2 separate regions of the Mus musculus genome follow, and region 1 is linked to region 2. The links are chromatin contacts, called in public Micro-C maps. All regions are on one chromosome and are shown on one strand. The core of a region is the stretch at or near the end of the contact, and the rest is flanking DNA. Distances in the headings are between cores, read along the strand shown. Region 1 overlaps Chn1os3 (chimerin 1, opposite strand 3). Region 2 holds the start of Chn1 (chimerin 1).

Evidence for each region. Hi-C and Micro-C count contacts between places; a contact is called where the count stands out from the background.
Region 1: a Micro-C map of muscle stem cells shows a contact between it and region 2, with 4 times the contacts expected there. The contact joins the enhancer-like site here to the promoter of Chn1 in region 2. A contact is called at or near these places in 17 of 39 promoter capture datasets (the C10 cell line, the HPC-7 cell line, HPC-7-derived erythroid cells and 11 more), 4 of 484 Hi-C or Micro-C datasets (the N1E-115 cell line, embryonic stem cells, muscle stem cells and 1 more), 14 of 115 datasets of contacts at active chromatin or transcription factors (the NIH/3T3 cell line, craniofacial prominence, embryonic basal ganglia and 8 more) and 4 of 9 other capture datasets (adipose tissue, embryonic stem cells, liver and 1 more).

What each region holds. Positions count from the first base shown.
Region 1 is chr2:73,607,837-73,610,700 of GRCm38.p6, reverse strand. All of the region lies in intron 1 of Chn1os3 (chimerin 1, opposite strand 3), which reads right to left. It overlaps Chn1 (chimerin 1), which reads left to right. Exons shown (of 13, transcript NM_001113246.2): 13 at 1-41. Among named protein-coding and RNA genes, the nearest start is that of Chn1os3, 13 kb to the right of the region's middle. Within about 2 kb of position 1,405, at least 57 of the 459 cell types and tissues checked have an H3K27ac peak or open chromatin away from gene starts, as enhancers often do. A contact at or near this core is called in the N1E-115 cell line, muscle stem cells and neural stem cells, where this site is marked.
Region 2 is chr2:73,773,849-73,777,109 of GRCm38.p6, reverse strand. It overlaps Chn1 (chimerin 1), which reads left to right and starts at 1,764. Exons shown (of 13, transcript NM_001113246.2): 1 at 1,764-2,087. The coding sequence starts at 2,069.

The DNA.
Region 1 (2,864 bases), core at 156-2,655, 170 kb after region 2:
TTCCTCTGGTCCTTGTTTCTCTATAAACTGGGAATTGTATGAAGCTTTGAGCTGCCTACTGCCTTAGAGGTGGGGACTCTGTTGCCCAACCTGGCCTTCAGCTTGTGGCTTGAGCAGTCTTCCTGCCTGGTCCTCCTGAGCAGATGGGACTACAGAAGTGCATTGTGGGGCTTGCTATAGGCCTTCACCCCAAAAACTTCCATGGAAGTGGCATGAGTGCTGGAGATCTCTTGGGTTTGTTGTTGCTTGATTTATTTTATGTGTATAGGTGTTTGCCTGCATGAATGTCTGTGTACCATTTGTGGAGACCAGGAGACATCTTTGGATTCCCTGGAAATACAGTTGTAGATGATTGTGGGCTACCTTGTGGGTGCTGGGAATTGAACCCAGGTCCTCTGCAAGAACAACCAGTGTTCTTGTTCTAAAGAGCCTCAAATGAGCACTTTTTATCACTCAAAATTGCTAACCTACCTGATTCCTCCCAAGAGCCATAGATCTGTCTCACACAAGTGTCAGAGATGTACTGTGGAGAGTCAGTGGATACTTTCACAGGGAAGAGTCTCAGAGCCCCAGACCTGTATCACTCTATCTAGCCCAGCTTTACAGAAATGCCCTGGCCCTGTGAATCTGACTGGGGAGATACAGCAGGCGCTGTCCACACTGGGGCTCTGACTTGCTGACAGTAGCTGCCTCATGTTTCAAGCGGCTGATGTAGGTGGGCCTTCTCTTCTGACTGCCCTAACTCCCATGCCCCAGAACCAACTGTCCCCTCTACAGCTGCAGGAGACAGCCCTCTGTGGAGTCAGCTTCTTACCACATAGCATGCAGCAGCCAGAGCCTGTTCAAAGTCTTTCTGTAACTTCCTTCACACTTAAGGCCACGTTCCTCACCATGGCTACAAGGCCAGCTGTCTCTGGACCCACTCCTCTAACCACATCTTTGTCACCTGAGCCACTTGGGGAGCAATTTTTAGCTCCCTACTTCAAATCCCTAAGTTTAAGTCTGAAGTGGGACCCAAGAATTTGTATCTCTAACTACATGCAGGTGATGCAGATACTGACCCAGGATCTTGCTCTGGGAACCACTGCCCTGGGACTTCTAGGGTCTAGCTGTCCCCTAGATCACTGCAGGCCAATGAAATCCAAGGGTATGTTGGCAAGTCCCGGACAGACAGCATCCCAGGCGATTCTAATGGTCCCCTAGTGCTAGCTGTGCCAGCTTCATTTCCTCTGGGTATGTTACAATGCACGAGGAATTTGCTTCAAGTATAATCAAATAGCAAACAAGGGAGAAACAACTGAGATTCTACACAAAGAAACAAGGAGGCAAGGCACAGGCAGGCACACAGGGCCTTGGAGGGAAGCAGTAGTTAATCAGTGGCCAAGGATTAGCCAGTAGAATAGCATCCTAGGTCATGGTCATGGCGTGACTCACTGGTTTCCACCTGGCCCTAGTGATTCAGTGTAAGAGCACTGCCTGGATTGCAGCCATTGTAGGGGTTGTTGGCTCTGGAGTGCTTTGGCATTGCAAAGGGAAGTCCTTTGAACTCTTCGAGGAACTGGCTAGGCATGGAAAGACAGTCTCTCTAATACATGGAGAATAGAGAAAATAATTAGTCCAAAGTCTGTGCTTTTCTCCAAAGTCACTTGCCCCACATCTGACTCTGTCCTCAATACAGTCTTATTCACTTTTGATTCTAAATTGTACAACTCACTAAATATAAATTGGTACTAAGTCAGAAAAAAAGACATTAGATTTTGTAGAAATCAGAATGAATCACATAAACACCTTATTAATTAGAACCCTTTATTAGGAGACTATAGAGGATCCCTAGAAACCACTGAAGGACATCCTTATGTAACAGGAATAAACTCAAGGCCCTGACACCCCAACAGTGGTTTTGGTAGAGGAGATCAATAGCTTCCAGAATTCTTCATTCCCTAGTTGAGACTAAAGACTATGAATTGTTCTGAGAGCCATCTGTGGGAGCTCGTAACTGGTACCCCAAAGTGAGAAGTGAGTTGATATACTCCTGCCCTTGTCACGAGGTTGTGGTTGGTTAGCACATACTTAAGACTCCCCTTCAGATCAAGGTCCTCTGAAAGGTGACTAAGTTACACGGAGGGGAGGAGGGAGGAAGTCAGGCTGGTTGGTCTAGGTTGCTGCAGACAGATTTCTTCTACACCCCCCCCCCCCGCCCCGTCCCTCTAGCTTCTCAGATCACATAGCCATCTGCAAAGGGAGCTAGAGGCTTTCACATTGCAAACATATACGGTTTCAAGTCTGACTATGGGTTATAGAAAGAAAAAAAAATCTCCTTGCCAGTATCCCATGAGCCACCATTTTTTTTTTCTTCTTGTTTTAACTTTAGAATGGGGAGAAACAAAGGACTGGTAGAAGTTTGTTCTGAGGAGTTTTCACAAGCAAGGATGGCCCAGGGCCTACCTACTACACATACTCAGACACACACACACACCGATCACTCCACAGGTGGATGTTAAGGAGCCTACCAGGGACCCAGCAAGGACAGGCCCCACTTTGCTTTTGCTTGAGATATAGAGAAATATGCCCACCACCACCCCCTCCCTCTCCCCTCCAAAACCTGGTCAAACACGAGGTAATACAGGTGATAAGGTCCGTGAGATCTGACAGCAATGCTGGAGCTTTTCCTGTGCTAAAACCTGGGCCCAATCCCCCCAAACAACATGCTCGTCTCAGAGCACAGCCAAGGTTTTCTATGGTGTTACAGGAAGAGGCCACAGCTTGTAATTGGAAGCCAAGCTTACTGGTTATAAACACCACATTGTGAGCAGAGGAGAGCACTGCCGACCATCCAGGGCTGAACCCCATAATTGCTCAAATTG
Region 2 (3,261 bases), core at 515-3,014:
AACCAAACATGCTCTAAAGGCTTGGGGGATGGGTGGTGAAGGAGGTTGTCTGGGAGAACTGCAGAAGACTCAGCTTTTCCTCTTGGTTGCCACTAAATAAGCACACATTGGTGGTGGTGGTGGTGGTGGTGGTGGTGGTGGTGGGGATCCTTAAATTGTTCTTTTTTTTCTTTAAATCTGTTCAAATTTCAATGAAAGATTTTAAAAAAGTTTTTGTTTTTAGATGTGAAAAAAATTTTTTTGGTGTGCTTATGTGTACTTTTCTAGGAAGAAGGGAAGTATTTCTTCTAGATACTCCTGGTTGAGACAATGGGCTCTCTAGATACTGATTTATCTGGTTGCAGATTGGATCAGCAGAGATACTATCATGGCTGTAAAATCTGTCCAACAAAGCCTTCTTGAATTTTCATTTATCTTGATGAACTGTAATTTTTTTTTCTCAAGAAAAAAAGGGAGGAGTGCATAAAATCAAAAGGAGATTATTGAAAATAATGTTGTAAAATGTTGGTGATTCCAAGAAATATTTTTATACCAGTAGCTAATGAAAATCTATTTAATGTAAGATCAGGTGCCTAGACGTTTGTTCACTCAGGCTGATTATTTTAATATTTCTTTCTTTTTTGAGTTAACTGGCTTGAAACAAAAGGCTTGGCTCCTCCTTTCTACCGGCTTTTCTTCTTTTCTGATGCTTGAGTGTGCTGTGAAATGATGATTGATTAGCTGCACTCTGTTTGAGGTAGTAATTAGCGTTTTATAAAGATTTGATTCCTGAGATATATTAAATAACACAATAACTAGTTGAAATTTAGAGAAAAGAGGAAAAATGACACCAGGGAACGCGAGGAGCCTGCAAAACAAGAAGTGCACGCAGGAGAAAATGAGGACTGAAGATTAAACAAACACGATTACACACCCAAACACTAACAAACCCTAGACAGAGAAAGTAGGAGGGAAAAGGACTATTTTTATACAGAACAAAGGTAGCAACGAGAAATAAAGTGAAAAACATCACAGTTGAGCCTTTAAAAAACAAACAAACAAAAATCCAAACCCTCAAGCGTTGGATGCCCTCTCGCTAATTAAGGCGACGACAAGGCGAGTAGAAAACACCAGAGCTAGAGACAGTGCCTGTGATTGTCAGATAAAACCCAAAAGCTCCGGGGAATCTTTTGTGGCAGAGACTCGCCAGGCAGCGAGGAACGCTGATGTTTCCCTTAGACAACATCCACAAGGTATAACGTAAAAAAAAAAAAAAAAAAAAAAAAAAAGACACAGTGGCTTTAAGCACCTGCCTTCTAACAGTTATTTTAGATAATTCCCGATGCATTTCAATTACCCGATTCCGGGTATACAGATCGGAAACAAGAGGGGCTCCACCAACCCAAGGGAATGTTAGCAGCATTCACAGGCAGGGACCGCTCGCCGGTTAACCCTGAGGGCGCCGGCAGGAGCTCTATCCTCAGACGAACCCTGGTCCTCAGGAGACCCCGCCTGCCCGCGAGCCCGAGCATCCTCCGCTCTGCTCTCTCATCCCATCCCATTCAAGAAAAATCCCGGGATTTCAGGAGCTGCACCCGCTTAGCCCGGGGCGGCTGTTGCCGTCGCCCCGGGGGTGCGCCTGTTGGGCTTGGGGTGGGGGGCGCAGCCTCACTCTAGGCGCGGCGGATGGGGCGCGTCCCCGTGGGCCGTGCGCGCGCCCGTTGCCATGGTAACGCGCGCTCGGCCGCCCGAGGGGCTGGCGGGAATGCGGCGCGCTCTGGCAAGATGGCGTCGGCGAGGTCGCGGGGTGCGCGGTGAGCGCCGGCCGCCGTCGCTCCGCCCGGCCGGTCGCGCCTCAGGTCCGCCCGCCCGCGCGCGCCCCGCGGGCCCATGGCGGCGACAGGTGCGGGCGCGCGGCGGCTTGCCGGGCTGCCGCGGGCCGGGCGCGCCCCTCGCTAACGCGCGCGTAACTTTTCCTCGCTGCGGCCCCCCGCGGCCTCCGCGCCACGCCCCCCGGGCCGCCGCCCCGCCGAGGTGCCGTCTGCCGGCCGCCGCGGGAGCGAGGAGCGCTGGGCGGCGCGGCTCCACCATGGCTCTGACCCTGTTCGGTGAGTGCCGTCCCCGGCTCCCCGCCGCGGGTGGGCCGCGCCCCGGAGTCGCGTGCGGGCTTGGGGGGGCGCGGGGCGGGCGGGCCGCCTTGTCGGGGCTCCTGGAGCGCGGCCCCGCGCGCCGCTCCCATTGTCTCCTCTCAGGCAGGGCAATGGGCGTGAGCTCCCGGGCCAGTCCTGGGGTCGGGGTGAACACACCGTGCCTCTCTCACATACCAACTTGAGAGGGAAGTTGGCTAGTTGTTTGCAAACCAATTTTCCCTAAGTCGGTAAATAAAGATCCTGGAAAGTTTATTATTATTATTGTTATTATTATTTTGAATAAGATGCGAGAGCATCCCTAGCTTCTCTAGAATTGCCCCGTCCGTGTGTTGCTTCCTGTTGGATTGTTGGGCATTTTGGGGGGACTTGGTACATTGCATTGGAAACAAGAATAATATGTGAACCTAATTTGTTATTGGTTAAAATGTGTGCTCTGAGGAAAGAGGGCAGAAGAAAGTTGGTTACTGTAAGGTAACTGTATTGTTTGGGAAGTGATATTTTGTGGATGTAGTTACTTAACACTATTGTTTCAATGGCTAAGACAGTTTGCAATGACAGTGGGTTGGGGGAAAAGCACTGAAAAGGGACATTTCTTTTTCTTTTACAAAAAACAGACCTTGGTACATCATTTCAAGAGAACTCAGTATGTCAAAACTTAGATTTGCAAAGAATTCAGTTTTTCAAAGTAGGAAGGTGCAATGATGTATTAGGAATAACCTATTATTAATATCCAAGCACATTTCTCACAAGTTATTCGGCATATCCAGTTTCCAGTTAAGTTTTAATTATGTCATCTGACCAGGCACAGTTATGTTGTCACATACCATAAATGCTTTTTGTTGTAAATACCTCCAAGTGAATTCAGCTGCTGGCATCAGTTACTTCTGTTTCTTCTTTCTCTGGAAAATAATATCTTTACTTTACCTTGTATTTAATCTGCATTATTTAATGGAAATGGGGACTTTTTTGTACAAAGGTTACAAATGCTATAAGACTGTACCCTTAGCTTATATTTTCTTTAGAAGCAATGGCTGTGGCTGGTTAGCAACTGTTGCAGCGAATGCACAGCAGTAAGATTTCCAGAGGAAATCTTCAGACTGTATTGGAACAATTGATCTGTCCGGGTTTCTAA